2 separate regions of the Canis lupus genome follow, and region 2 is linked to region 1. Evidence: chromatin contacts called from public Hi-C data. All regions are on one chromosome and are shown on one strand. The core of a region is the stretch at or near the end of the contact, and the rest is flanking DNA. Distances in the headings are between cores, read along the strand shown.

The links. Hi-C and Micro-C count contacts between places; a contact is called where the count stands out from the background.
Region 2: a contact with region 1 is called in a Hi-C map of blood, with 1.6 times the contacts expected there. The contact joins the enhancer-like site here to the promoter of AUH in region 1. A contact is called at or near these places in 2 of 9 Hi-C or Micro-C datasets (blood and liver).

Annotation. Positions count from the first base shown.
Region 1 is chr1:96,255,164-96,262,768 of UU_Cfam_GSD_1.0, reverse strand. AUH (methylglutaconyl-CoA hydratase, mitochondrial) reads right to left here and starts at 2,665. Exons shown (of 11, transcript XR_005354315.1): 1 at 2,373-2,665.
Region 2 is chr1:96,308,390-96,315,994 of UU_Cfam_GSD_1.0, reverse strand. The region is part of intron 4 of AUH (methylglutaconyl-CoA hydratase, mitochondrial); the gene reads right to left. Among named protein-coding and RNA genes, the nearest start is that of AUH, 52 kb to the right of the region's middle. Within about 2 kb of position 2,769, at least 8 of the 20 cell types and tissues checked have an H3K27ac peak or open chromatin away from gene starts, as enhancers often do. A contact at or near this core is called in blood, where this site is marked.

The DNA.
Region 1 (7,605 bases), core at 1,416-3,915:
AAGCTTAGGCTCCAGGAGCAGGGGAGACTGGGGACTCTGCCTGCAGGCATCTGGGAGCCACTAGAAGTTTCTAACGGAGCAGTCATTCTTGACCCTGAAAAGAGGTAACCCCAGGATAAGTATGAGCAATAAACTGGGAAGGAGAATGACTAGTGAGCAGCCAACGTATAAAGGACAGACCTTGAGGAACCAGGGCAAGGACTGCTGCTCTGAAACCCCGAGTAGGTCAGACAACAAAGCAAAAAATAACTGCTAGGGAAACCTGGTCATACAAACTGCCCGTCCTCAACAAATTGCAGATATGGAACCCAGACAACAGATGAGTGCTGGTGCATTCTGCACTGAAGCACCTTCATCAGCCTACAGAGGCCTAGAGGGTGAAGAGCAGTTTGGGGCTCCTCAGACCTCACCTCTGGGAGAACTCTCATTCTCTTATTCCTTGCAGGCTGCTGAGTCCCTCAAATTTTGTACTGGTCTCTATGAGAAGCAAAGGCATTGGGACACTCCTTTACCTGCAGATTCCTTGACCTCACTCATGTTTTTCTTTGCACTGCTTACTGCTGGTTTGCTAGTAAAGCAAAGCATGTATAATGTTAGCCAAGCCTGAGCTGTCATTCAAAGGAAGCTGGGTCAACTTTCTTAAGAAACTATAACTTCCCAACAGCAGATTTTTATGTTTCAGGTAACTGCAAACATCTGAACTTATGCACTTGTCTTGTATGCTTTGATTTCTTCTCTTTGATCCATCTGGATCCTAACTTAAGGGCTTTCCAGACATTTTGTGAAATTCTACTCACTATTTGCATTCATTTAAGTCAAAAGGACAAATCAAACAAACAAACAAACAAAATATGGTGCACATTACTCGCTGCACCTGCAATCTCCATGTCTAAGGTACTGTTTGGACATCTAATGTAACCGAAATCCCGGTAAGGCCAAGCTTAACCAAAAAGGCTCTAATCACTCCAGCCCCAAATCTACTTTCCCACTGAATTTCTCAATACTCCGCCTGTCATGCCACACTACAGGCACACATGCCCTGCTGTACTTCCCAAAAACATAACACGTTTGGATTCCATGCCTTTGACCATGCTCGGGTCTCTGTCTGGGATAATAAACAAATGACAGATTAAATAACTCCTCATACTCCACTAGGAGCTAGATACTCAGGGGACAATTTGTATTGACATTCTCATCTAATTTTCACGGCAGCCATACAATGTTGGTGTTATTTTTCCCATTACACACACACCAAAGTTGAGGCACAGAGACAGTTTGCCTAAAAAACCTCACCACTCCCAAATTCTCCTGCCTAGTCAGGATTGCCTGGAAACCTAGTTCATCTGGCCAAACCCTAAATAGACCCTCAGAATCCCCCTGTCAAGTCCTCCAACCTCCCAAATACAACTGATCATAGCCCTTTTGGGGGGTAGTACAGCTCTTCACCCTCACCAAGCCTTTCAAGGTAGCAGAGCCTTTTTTTGCCAGTATCTTCCTCACTCTGTCAGAAGATGCTTTATTAAAGACAGCAATCATGCCTTAACTCATTTGCACTCCTGCTTCACAGATGACAGGTGCTCAGTAACAACCTGTCTGTCCAAATTAAACGACAGGTCCTCTGGCAAACTGCTCTAGCACGTTCCCCCGACCCCAGGGGGCTCGAGAAAGGAACTGGGCTCCACCCCTCACCCCTCCGAGAGGCAGGTCCCTCCCTCCTCCACAGCCCTCCCCCGCCCCGCGGCATTATATTGCTAATGCATCTGTCTCCTCCAGCGCAGGTAGCTCAAGGGCAAGATCCCTATCACCGACCGCTGGGTCCCCGGAGCTTTAGCGCGGCACCCGGAAGACAAAAACGTGCTCAAAAAGGGTCTCAACAAACTGGAATTCAGTCACCCAAACTAACTTTAACTTTCTACAATAAACAAGGAAGGGGGCCGGGGGGGGGAGGGAGAGAAACTGTTGCGGCTGCACGGCTTTACGTGGGAGATTGTTCAGAACGAGGTGCATTCTCACTGCAGCTTCTGAAACTCCACCCCCGGGGGACCCCGATATCTGAGTGCACAGAAAGCAATTACACAGCAAGCACAAAACCTGCAAGCAAATATCACACACCCGGTTTATTGACCTTGGCTCGTCTAGAGATGAGGGCGTAAGCTGCATGTCTGTCTTCGGCGCTGAGTGGGGCCGCTTTTACAGGTAGGCCGCTCCGGAGTACACCTTTAGGCACTCACAGCACCTCAAGGGTGCAAGGCTGGGGTGGGGGAGGAGAGGGGTCTCGACCCGGGCCGCTCAGCGGACGCTGACGTCAGCCGGGACACTTGACCTTGCGACCCCTTCCCAGGACCCGCGGCTGCCGGCGCCGCGCCCCTCACCTCGGTTCTCCTCCTCCAGGTACCGCACCCGCAACTCGTCCTCCGTCTTCACCTCGGAGCTGTAGCCCCTCCGCGGGGCCGAGCCTCCTCCGGCCGCGGGCGTCCAGCCCCGGGCCCAGACCGCCGGAGCGACGCGCGGGCCAGTCACGGAGCCAGGCAGCCTCCACCCGGGGCCAAGCCGCGCACAGCAAGCGGCCACCAAGCGAGCGCGGCCGGCCTGCAAGGTGCCCAAGGCCCCAGGCGCCGCCGCCGCCGCTGCCGCCATCTTGTCTGTTTACGGCGTGGGCCTGCGGCTGCGGCCCCGCCCCCGCCGCGCGCACGCCGCCGCGCACCCGCCGCCGGGCACGCCCCGCCCCGCCCCCCGGGGCCTCCCCCTGGCGCAGGGCCACGCCCCTCGCGGCCTCGCCCCGCCCCCAGGGCGTCTCTCTGGCGCCGGGCCCCGCCCACCGCCTCGCCCCGCCTCCCCGAGCCTCTCGGGGGCGCCAGGCCACGCCCCTCGCGGCCTCGCCCCGCCCCCAGGCGTCTCTCTGGCTCCGGGCCCCGCCCACCGCCTCGCCCCGCCCCCCGGAGCCTCTCGGGGGCGCCAGGCCACGCCCCTCGCGGCCACGCCCCGCCCAGGCCCGGGGACGCCTGGCTCCAGGGGCCGCTAACCCGGGTCTCCCCTCCCTGGCGCGCGAGTTGCAGGCTTGTCCCGCAGAGGCAGGGTGAAGGCGCTTTCCCAGGCTGTGGAATGGTTTAGGGAAGCATGTCCTATAGAACTCCCCTCTCTCCCAGGGATACGCTCTGGGGTCCTAAGTTAGCTGCAAAGGTGAGCTGAGATGCTCCGTCTCAGGCTTGGCTGGCTGGGTAGCAGCTCTGCGTGGGCCTCTGCTTTATCCATGCATGCAAGAGCCACAGGTTAGCAGGTAACGTGCCTGTGAACATGCGCACTGCTTGCTGTGCGGAGTTCAGGACGCGGGTGAGAACAGCCAACGCAGCCGGCGACCTCAGCCCACCACTCAAGCAGGTGCAATAGAGTCCTGCTAAGCCACCCTCTGGTCTTGGCAAAAATGGGCTCTGCAAAACCATATGCTGAGGCGGCACTGACAGCGTGTGGCTCTCACCTCCGCCGCAAACGCAGAGGATCAATTTAGTGCATAGGGTTTCATCAAAGCAGTTTGAAATTTTCTCCCATCTGGTTTTTATCACATCTCAGCCCGACCAAAGGTGTGCTTAGGAATTCTGTTGGAAAAGTATCCTGCTGTGAGCATACTCCCACTGCCATGCAAATTTCTGCTGTACATCCACATTTTTGGATCCTAAGCAAAACTTTCCTCAATATTACACCCGCACCTCTGTCCAAAGTGGAAAGAAAAAGCCAGATGGGTTTCGTGAGCGCGTCTGCTGTGGGAATGTTTCTGAGGGCACTTTTATTCTACCTTCTGTAGAGAGCCACTTGTGCAATTTCTCTTGAAGTTTAGGAGATGGAAAAACTTGGCTTCCTTTTGTATCGTTTCCCTTTTTCTGACACTCATGTTCACTTTGATGCTAGGAAAGTCAAGAATTCTGTTTATAGCTCACCTGTTACAATTATTGCAACTAATTATTGTTCACTTTATTAATTGCTAATTATTTTGCTCTGTTTACATTGGCTCATCAACGGGTTATAAATTCAAACACAGGAGTTCCAGAACACCTGACACAGTGCTATTTAAAGTAATAAAACCTCATACAAACTTTCAGTTGTAAAATCAATAAATCGCGAAAAGTACAGCATGAGAAGGATAGTCAACAATATTGTAGTGACATTGTATAGCTACAGATGGTAACTACACTTATTGTGGTGAGCTTTTGTGATTCATGTAATTGCTGAATAACTACGTTTTACACCTGAAATGAATATAACATTTTTAAAAGACAGATAAAAAATGTTTTTGAGTGCTGTGACTCTTAAGATATTATTAAAGAAAGAAGCAAGTGGATAAGAAATGCTATTTGGTTGCTTTAAAAAGCTATGTAACCTATCTTTTACCACAATAATTGAATCCAATTATAGTGATAATCTAAAAGATCTTTATTGTAGAGCCAGGAATGTTATACACTGAAATGGCCACAACCACATAGCATAAGGAATATAGCCAATGCTACTGCAATAGGTTTGTATGGCGATGTATAATAGCTACACTTGTGGTGGGCAGGGCATAAGGTATAGAGGAGGTAACTCATGATGTTGCACACCTGAAACTAATGTAACATTGTGTGTCATCTATACTCAAAAAAATTTTTATATAAAAAATAAAATGGACACAATTTATTTTTTTAAATGGACACAATTTCAATTTGAAAATACATTCAACTGTTTATGAAAATTTCTAAATTGCCTATGGTACACATATACTAAGTTTTTAATAGGGTCAGAAAAGAGATGTTCAGAAATATGTTCAGGAACCATCAAAAAACAAAAAATGTCAGAAAAATACAAATGACCTGTAAAGTGACAAAGTTTCACATTTTAACAAAATGAAAAAGGTAAACGAAAAGTAATACAGCCTCAGAAAATACTTGCGATTGATTAGGAAAACTGCAGAAAAAAAAAATCCTAGATTGTTAGAAATCTGATTAAGACGGACAGCGCGTGGTTTTGATGGGATGGAGCCTGACTGGAAAATACAACATAGAGACACTTGCTCCTTCCTTAGTAATTTTAACTCCGATCCTTATTAAAAGCAGCCATGAGGGTATCCCAGTCTGTGAAATTGATTCTTAAAAGTTAATGCAGATAGCAAATATGACCATGACCGTTACAACATGTCAGATCAGACAGACTTGGCCTTGGAGCCCAGCTTGATAATTGCTTTACTTTGATCCATGAGCTATGTAAATACTCCCTGTTTCCATTTCTCCATTGGCAAGAGAGCTAGTACGATATCTATTTCACTTCACGAGTTCTTTAACCTCAATTTCTTCTTCTACAAAATGGCAGGGATTGTGCCCATGGTATAGGGTTGATGAAATAAGCAGGTAACACACTTGGCGCCAGGAAATGAGAACAGAATAGATGATACTAGCCACAATTTACCAACTTCCTTCTCAGTCCATTCCAGACATTTGAATAAGTTGCTTTACATCCTGTCCAGACAACTTTTTTTTTTAAAGTTTTATTTATTTATGATAGTCACAGAGAGAGAGAGAGAGGCAGAGACATAGGCAGAGGGAGAAGCAGGCTCCATGCACCGGGAGCCCGACGTGGGATTCGATCCCGGGTCTCCAGGATCGCGCCCTGGGCCAAAGGCAGGCGCCAAACCGCTGTGCCGCCACCCAGGGATCCCCTGTCCAGACAACTTTGAAGTTGGTATTATTATCCCATTTTGCAGATGAGAGCACTGATACTATGTTACTTAATCAAACTCTGCAGCTAGTCCGTCATGAAGCTGGAATTTGAACTTTGTATATCTGACTCCAATCTGCATGTTCTTAATCACTGTTGTGCACAGCCTCTCCATAAATGGTAAGAGGTCTCCTAAAATTTGATTCCCTTTTCTTTTCTACTTTTCAGCAGAAGACATATGCTAGGAGCAGAGTGTGAGCTGGAAACAATGAATATCAGTTTGGGAGAGGAAGATATGGCTGGTGTTTGGGGGTATTCTATTGCTATTACTACCATCTGTTTATATATAGATTGAGACCTACTGTTCCTTCAGGTTACACCAGGCAGCAAAGTCAGCCTTAAAATGTATCATTGTGCTTGGCAACTGCATACCCAGCTATGATTCTATTACTACATACAAAGAGGGTTACTGATTGTCAGGAACACGATCTGCCACAGACTCTTGATGTTTTTACTTTTGAATCAAAATTTTTGTGAATCCTGAGATAAAGATTCACAGCCCCCCCCCCCAAAAAAAAAATGTGATAGGTTTCACAAGAAACCGCTGACACTGGAAATTGAAGACATCTTTCAACATGAGCTTCCTGGAAATAACTGCTATTATATCTTCAGAATTGAAGATTAACTCAAGTATAAGATAAAGGATAACTATAAGGATAAAAAATAAGTATAAGAAATTGTGCACACAATCACAATCATGTTAAACCTGCAAGGATCTACCAGTACCGTGACACACAGAGATGCCTGTCATCTACATGTTTTACAATATAAAACTATGAGAAACTATTTCAAAATGATGTGTGGTACAGATAATGATAAGAAAATGTTAGAAAGTATATATATAACTGTGTTCAGGGTGAGATATTTGTGTGACTTTAAAACTTTTTAAATATTACATAGGCACTTTGCATATTTATTACTTTAAAGTACAAAAAATGGTCCACAGTACATTCCAAGAGGAGTGCAAAGCTTTATTCATGCTTTAGTCCCAAAATAAAAATCAAAAACACCAACACCTTTGAAATTCTTTGGGTCTCTTTTTGGTGTTTTTAAATAGTCTTCTCTTTCAAGTGTTCTCTAAGTCTCCGGAGTGGACCTCCTCTCCAGAATCTCTCCCTTTCCTGAATACTCACCTCCAAGAGGGACGGATTGAATAGCAAACCTGGAAAACCCCATGTCAAGAGTCTTGGAAGTTTCCAGTAAGCCTCAACCAAAGACATTATCCCCACAGAAAAAGTGTGACAGAGGACACCCTCTAAAGAGGCCTGAGTGGACACTGCAATCCACCCCCTGCCAACATTTTGTAGGTTCCATTTATAAGTACCGACCATGAACACATATGCCTGTGAACTCCCTTTACCTACAAGGTAAAAGATAAGTGTTGCACATATAGGGAAACCGAGGCTTTAAATTAGAGTTACATAGCTATACATTACAGAGCAAAGATTCAAACACTTGACTTTAGAATCTGAGTTATTATTTCTTTGTATTGTCTCCTTTTCTCAAGTGGACATCAGGGCTCTGCTGTACCCATTGCCAGCCCCATTCCCAGCTATGGGGAACTTAACCACTCTTCTCTGTTATCCTCTCATTTGGAAACTTCACCCTCTGTTTTAGATCCTATGTGGTCATGATTTCCCAGATACTGCCAATCTTCTCTTCATCCTGCCAGCCCCATAGTTGCCAATAAGTATGCACTCATACACGCAAACATACATGCACACATACACTAGTCTCTGAAGATACATGCCACCACTGTCTAGGATAGGAGGGAGGGACGTCTAAGGACATTGAGGGATGATAGGTAGAGAATATGTGGCTTCATGTGGGGTGATGGAGACATCCTCAAATCGACTAGTGATATTT
Region 2 (7,605 bases), core at 1,520-4,019, 53 kb before region 1:
ACAAAAAAATATGCTGAAAGATGACATGCAAATTAACACATACTTTGTGCCGTTTATTCAAAATTCTTACAAAGAAAATGAGTCTCCAGTGATGGAAGTAGCTCAGCAATTATCTGGAGACAGGCAGAGAATGGGAAGGGGCAGAGGAAAGGGTCAGTGAGGGTCACAAAGAAACTTTGGGGGTGACGGACATGTTCACTGTCTCGACTATAGTGATGTTTCCACAAGTCAAAGTCAACACATGATGCACGTATGACTAAAACTTCTATGACTTGAATAATAAGAAAATGATAAATCCAACAGGATAAAGCATACTAGTTTCCTGATCTTTTATAAACAGAGGTTAATTAGATACATAATTTATTTTTATATGGATATAAGTTAAAATCAAGTAACAGGTACGAATCATTTAAAATCATAAAGAAAATATTAAGAAAAACTGATGAGAAAAGTAAAAGGGAAGAATCTGGTTCTTTTAACTGAAATATAACTGACATATATATTAGCTTCAGGTGTATAAAATAGTGATTTGACAATTCTACCCATTACTCAAGTGCTCACCAAGGTAAGTCTAGTCACCATCTGTCCCCAACCAACATTATTACAATATCTTTTATTATTTCTGGTGCTATACCTTTCATCTCCATGACTTACATATTTTATAACCAGAAGTTTGTACCTCTTAATCTCCTGTATCTATTTTACCCATCTGCCCCACCTTCTGACAATCCTAGTTTGCTCTCCGTATTTAAGCATCTGGTTTTCTGTTTATTTGTTTTTTAGATTGTACACGTAAGAGAAATTATATGGTATTTGTCTTTCTCTGATTTATTTCACTTAGCATGATACCTTCTAACTCTATACATGTTGTTGCAAATGGGAAGATCTCATTCTTTTCTATAGCTGAGTATTCCACTGTGAGAGTGTGTGTGTGTGTGTGTGTGTGTGTACATGTATACCACATCTTCTTCATCCATCCATCCATCAATGGACAGTTAAGTTGTTTCCAAATCTTGACTATTATAAATAACATTGCAATAAACAGGGTTATTTTAAAACAGACATCTTTTCAAGTGTCTTTTAGTGTTTTCGTTTTCTTTGGGTAAATACCCAGTATTTACTGGATCGTATGGTAGTTCTATTTTCAATTTTTTGAGGAATCTCCATACTATTTCCCATAATGGCTGCACTAATTTCTATCCTCACCAATTGTACACAAGGGTTTCTTTTTTACCACATCTTCATCAAAACTTACTACTTCTTGTCTTTGATACTAGCCATTCTGATAGATAAAAATTGTTATCTCATTGTGGTTTTGATTTGCATTTCCCAGGTGATAAGTGATATGGAGCATCTTTTCACTTATCTGTTGGCCATCTGCATGTCTTCTTTGGAAAAATGTCTATTTAGGTCTTTTGCCCATTTTCTAATCAGATTGGTTTTTTGGTGTTGAGTTGTAGTTCTTTATACATTTTGGGTATTAACTCCGTATCAGATATATCATTTGCAAACATCTTTTCCCATTCACCAGGTTACCTTTTTGTTTTGTCAATGGTTTCCTTTGCTGTGCAAAACTTTTTTGTTTTGTTGTAGTATCAACAGTTTAATTTTGCTTGTTTCCCTTGCCTGAGGAGACATGTCCATAAATATGTTGCTCAAAGCAACAGGGAGGGAAGAATTTAAAACTGGAAATATACCAATTCTGTCACTTCTCATAGTAAGAAGTCAACAGAACTTTCCAAAGGAAAGGATCAAGTATACTATATAAAGTTGTAATAAAAACAGCAGCTGAGGGGCACCTGGGTGGCTCAGTGGGTTAAGCACTCAACTCTAGATTATGGCTCAGGTCATGATCTCAGAGTCAGGAAACAGAGACCCGAGTTGGGGGGTGGGGGGTGGGGCGGTCTGAGCTCAGCAGGGAGTCTACTTGAGATTTTCTGCACCCCCCCACTCTACCCCTCCCCCTGCAGCACACACTATCACTCTCTTCCTCTCTCTAAAATAAATAAATCTTAAAAAAGAAACCCACAAACACAACCAAAAACAACCACCACCACATAGCATATTTAATATTTTTTAAATGTCAAATAACCAAAATCAGAAGGCACAGGAAATCACAACAGGCGTTAACAACCAAACATATCAATACATTTAAAGAAGCTGTACTCATCTAGTAACAGAAAGACTCCAAGTGGATCATATGGCAAAACCCAATTACAAGTAGAACATTAGAGAAACATCTACAAAAAGAGAGAAAATAAAGTTCTAAAAATTCGAAGTATGGTGTATCTCAGAGTCAAATACAAAGGAAATATCTCATAATCTTAATATGTAATGAGCAACATTTGAGTAAAAGCATTAAATGGGCAAAGGAGAAGCACTTGGTTAGGCTTAACAAAGGAAAAGTGCAGAATGAAGATCTAGAAAGAATAAAATTCATACAGAATAACACTGCAGCAGCATCCACAAGGCAAATACCCAATAAACAACAAATTGAACACAGCACAAATGTGACAGCCACTCTCTGGCCATTATACAATAATTAAACTTAGAAAATTACAACAAAACACTAGCTAATTGGGGACAGACAAATAGGGATGGCCTGAAGGCACAGTTTCTTCCCTATTTGAGTAGCAGAAAGAGGGGGTTCCATATGTGAGGATCAACTCAGGGGAAGTGCAGGCTCCAGCCACCTGCCTCCAGAGGCAGTTTCCAACAAGGCCACTTCCCCGACTGGGAAGTGTCCATGGCTGTACAGATGTTCTCTTCCTCTCTGAAATGCTCAATACATACAGCATGACAGAATGGGTCCCACGTTCCTAGAACTACCGACCCTAAATTTCCTCTACCCCAACAAACTATCTACTTAAATGGGTAATATAAAAAATAATAAACGAGCTTCTCCTTAGCTCAGTTATGCCCTCCTTCTTTCTCAAACACAGGTTCTCCTCCACGCCTACAAGAAAAGTGCCCTGTGGGTTACGTAATGTTGGCACCGGGCCATCTGCCACAGGATGCAGCCGGTGCCACCCCAGTGTAGCTGTGACACGGAAGCTGGCCTGACGTGGGAGAGCCAAATGAGCAAATCTCCTCATCAACCTTCAACGTAGCTAATATCAGGAACTAAGAGAATATTTTGCCCGTCTCTACACTTTATTTTTTAATTTATTCCAAACCTTAGACCGAAGGAGGATTTCTATTTATTAAGGCTCCCTCAGATACTATATGATATGTATGTTTTTTGCACTGTTGTCTGTCATAGTAAAAAACTAAAAACTACCTAAATGTCCATCAATGAAGGAAGAATTACATATATTATGGTATGTGTATAACAAATAATACAACAAAACAATTTTTTTTTTCTAAAATGCAGTGGTAAAAAATCCCACTCTGGAGAAAACTAGACTCCAGACTATTCCCAGAAATAATTTTTCAAATACAATGTCTATCACACAGCCAAAGGATAACCAAGAAAACAAGATATATTAAGAACCAGTAGGAAGAAACATTAAGAAAACATCCATACAAAACTGAGATCCATAACCTTCATGTGCTGACTTTCAAATAAAGACATGAAGCCAAGCATGAAACTGTGAACAATAAAAAGTGACACAACTGATTTTTAAAAGAACCAAAAAGTATTTTAAAATGAAATAAAAAACTCAATGTTTGTAACAAATTAGGGGCAGCTTATGAGAAAATCAGTGAAGCTATAAACTATTCAGAGAGAGATAAGAAGGGACAAACATGGAAACGATGAAGAGGAGACACAGACACACAGTATGGTTGGTTGGATATGAGCCAAAGTGGCAGAAAATAGGTGAAACAAGTATCCCTCGTCCTGGGTTTAAGAGAAAGCAGCAAATGTAACTTGAAGAAAAAAAAAATTAATGAAAATCAGGATGGAAGTTAATAGAACAGACTCAAGAGAGGGAATTACCAAAACCCAAACCAGATTCCTGAAACGTAAACTAGAAGTGGTGAAGCTATGGAAAGGCAGATGGTAGAGGAAAAGAGGACGACGGCAATAGGCTGTATCAGGAGCAAGGGGACAACCCGTTGCCTTGTCAGAGACACTAAGACAATGTTATCAATGACTTCACACTAATCCATTTGAAAATCTGTATGAAATTGGATAAATTCCTAGAAAAGTATTAATTTCCAGAAATAAAATTTAAAAAGACAGCTTGTTTATGTGGTTATTTTCATCTCTATATTTGTACATAATATAAATCAATGTATGGATATAAATACATATTCATGTAAAAGCCAAGAAAAGGCCTAAAAATATTAAAATCATTGAATATTAAAATATTAAATCAGGGCACCAGCAATAATTACTTAGTGGACAGAAAGGAAGTGGGGAAAAGTTGCTAAAAGTTCTAATTTTTTACATTAAACACACATTCAGATGTTCCTTATGGAATTAAAAGCTAACAAACATCAAAAGCCAACAAAGAACAGAAGTGATTTCCCCTTTTGATCTTGTCAAATTCTAAACTATTCCAGGGTAATATCTTAAAGTAAGTGATAAGAGCTTGGTTGATAAGCCCATTTCTTTGGCTATATTTAGCAAAACAGTGTAATTTCCACACAACCATCCAAAATCATAATGTGATTAATACCCAGTGGAAGTCAGCAAAGGCAATAAAATTCCAAAAAGGGAAGGAGAGAGATCCTAAGTTGCAAAGCGAAGTGTAGGTCTATTAGAAACTATGGTTCAGTAGGTGGGGGATGTTAACACTTCTAAGGGAAAATGACTGACTACTAGATATTTGTGTCAGCTTTCTGTCATTCCTGACAAAAGGACAAAGAAAACAGAAATCGGGATCTGGAAGTTACACACAGAAAACTAGTAACTACAGTTAGTGAGAGTTTTTAATCAGTCAATCTTTCATATACTGTAATTGAGCACTTCCAATTTCTAGTTATTACATCAAATTAAAGGGAAAAATGTAATAATACATGCTGGAATGCATCCAATTCAACAAAATTAACTATTTATTTAAAAAAATCTCCTTGACCTTCAAACAAACAAAAAAACGCAGTGAACATAAACATTTTGGGTCAATCTGGCAGACTGACAAACAATTCTACCAACTTCAAAAATGTTCTTTACTAAACAATTCTTAATACATCTAAAATCAGAGGATAGCAAAGAGAATGTAACAAGTACACAACCTTTCAAATTGTAATGTGACAGCAGTCACTGGCACTAATTAAGTATTTTTACAATAAGCTTTATTTCAGATAAAGTAAAACACAAATGAAGTATCTGAAAAATCTCTGAATAGTAATAACAATGATAAACTACCAAACTCTAAAAAAAATAAAATAAACCACAATTCATAGCAGCTCACCACATTTTGGTAACTGATAAATTTAAGTTTTCTGCAGTAAAATAAACATCTTTTGGCAACTTCTTTGGGAAAAATGAGAAGCTGAGCCGATGTCTGATTTTTTGTGAATAAGTATCAGATGTCTCTAAATCAAATGGAAAGCTTAAAAGGGATATATCTGGCATTTATGCAAACCCTTTTACACTCATCACTCAAGAACCTCTAAATATTAAAATGGGATGCTAGAGAGTTTTATGTGGACTCATACCTTCACAAAGCATAGGCCTTACTATAGTGTGTTAGGTAATTAAAAAGAACATGATTAAATATACGAAGTGACAAATACAACACTTTTTAACTTTTAGTAAAATGTCATCATACCTTATTTATATTTAAAAGCTCTATATCTTACTTCAGAGATTATTATTAAGCTATGGTAAATCAGACTTCATGCTTCAAAGGAAGATAGCTACAAATTTTTGACAAAAAACTTTCTAAATACTCTCACCTATAGTTATTTATAAGAAACCAAATCATGGGTTGTTTTTATACACAAACAGGGTAAGTTACAGATAATTAGTTGTTTCTATATCGACCTACACCAGAATGCCCCACAGTCAGACTAAGGGGCCTTCCAAAATCTTCCAAAGAATGGAGCTTTTCCATCATGGCCAGCCCCGGGCGCAGGTGCCCACAGCCCCAAAGCCCATCTCCAGGAGGGTACCTGTCAAAGGCACCAGTGACAAGTGTACTACCAAATTTAGCCATCCATTCTTTCCATGCACCCTCCTGGACATGGCAGCAGCGTGTGACCGAGGCCTCCCACACAAAAGACTTTCTTCACTTGGCTCTCAGAGTACTGTTTCCTTTCTGTGTCTCTACCCTGGCACATCTTTCTGAGTCTCCTTTCTGGTTCTTTTTTCATTCCAGTCTTGCAACAATAAAATGCTTCATCTGGAGGGCAGCCTAGGTGGCTCAGCGGTTTAGCACCTGCCTTCAGCCCGGGGTGTGATCCTGGAGTCCTGGGATCGAGTCCCACGTCAGGCTCCCTGCATGGAGCCTGCTTCTCCCTTTACCTGTGTCTCTGCCTCTCTTTCTCTCTGTGTCTCTCGTGAATAAAATCTTTAAAAAAAAAAAAAAAATGCTTCAGCTGGAAATGCCTGGTATTTTAAAGGATTACTACGGATTATCATTTTCAAAAAAATCATCCACATCAAACTAGATTCCACAACTGAAAATTCTGGTGAAAACCTACTTTAACTATTTTTTTTATCATTAGATGACAATTCTTTGAGACGGAAGTCGACTTGAGCCCACAAAGAGAGAATTCTAAAAGGTTTTCCTAGCTCTTCATGAAATACCACCTGATGAGGCAAGACTGGCCATCAGGAGGGAAGTAACACTTCTGCTCCCATTTTCCATATCATAACTCTGCACAGTGAGGATCCCAAGAGTGGCATGCTATCGTCACCAGTGAAAACAGGAAGGACAGTGTATAGCATGCACCTGGAGGGGGGCGGGTAAGTTAAAAATCAGCAGCTTTAGCAGATCCAGATAATTTCATATCTGTGCATCTGTGATGCCTTGCTCAGGCCTAAGATTTCAAAATAACCCATTACTGCTTTCAACCTAGGCATCCGAGACCTGAAAGGGGGAGAGAACTTGAAACAATGATTAACCTTCTGGGTATCCAGGAATTCACTATTTCTTTAGAACAGAACATCTCAAAAATAGACTTTTTTCTTTGAAAAGAGCAAAAGAACTAAATTTTGTTCTGGAACTTTGGAGTTACTTTTTTTTTAATATTTTATTTATTTATTTATGAAAGACAGAGAGAGGCAGAGACATAGGCAGAGGGAGGAGCAGGCTCCATGCAGGAAGCCCAAGTGGGACTCGATCCCGGGACTCCAGGATTACAGCCCAGAACAAAGGCAGACACTCAACCACTGAGCCACCAGGCATCCCTGGAGTTACTTTTTAAGAAGAGCCTTTCTAGGAAGCTAGAATAGTAAAGTATGGAATTTAGTGACTCGGATAAAATACAGAACTTTCTAATCTCTATTTTAATAACACAGAATAGCTTTCAAATGAGTGCAGTACCTCTAAGTTCCTTATAGACTCTTTCAATAAAGATAAGAAGAACATGGTAGTCACCATGGCCAAGAAAAGGTCCATGGCCCTTGAGACCCCAGAGAAAGATCCTCTAGATGTGAAAAATGCAAATTAACAGGGGGCATGAGGAAAACTTGGTGTTAGACAGGCAGGA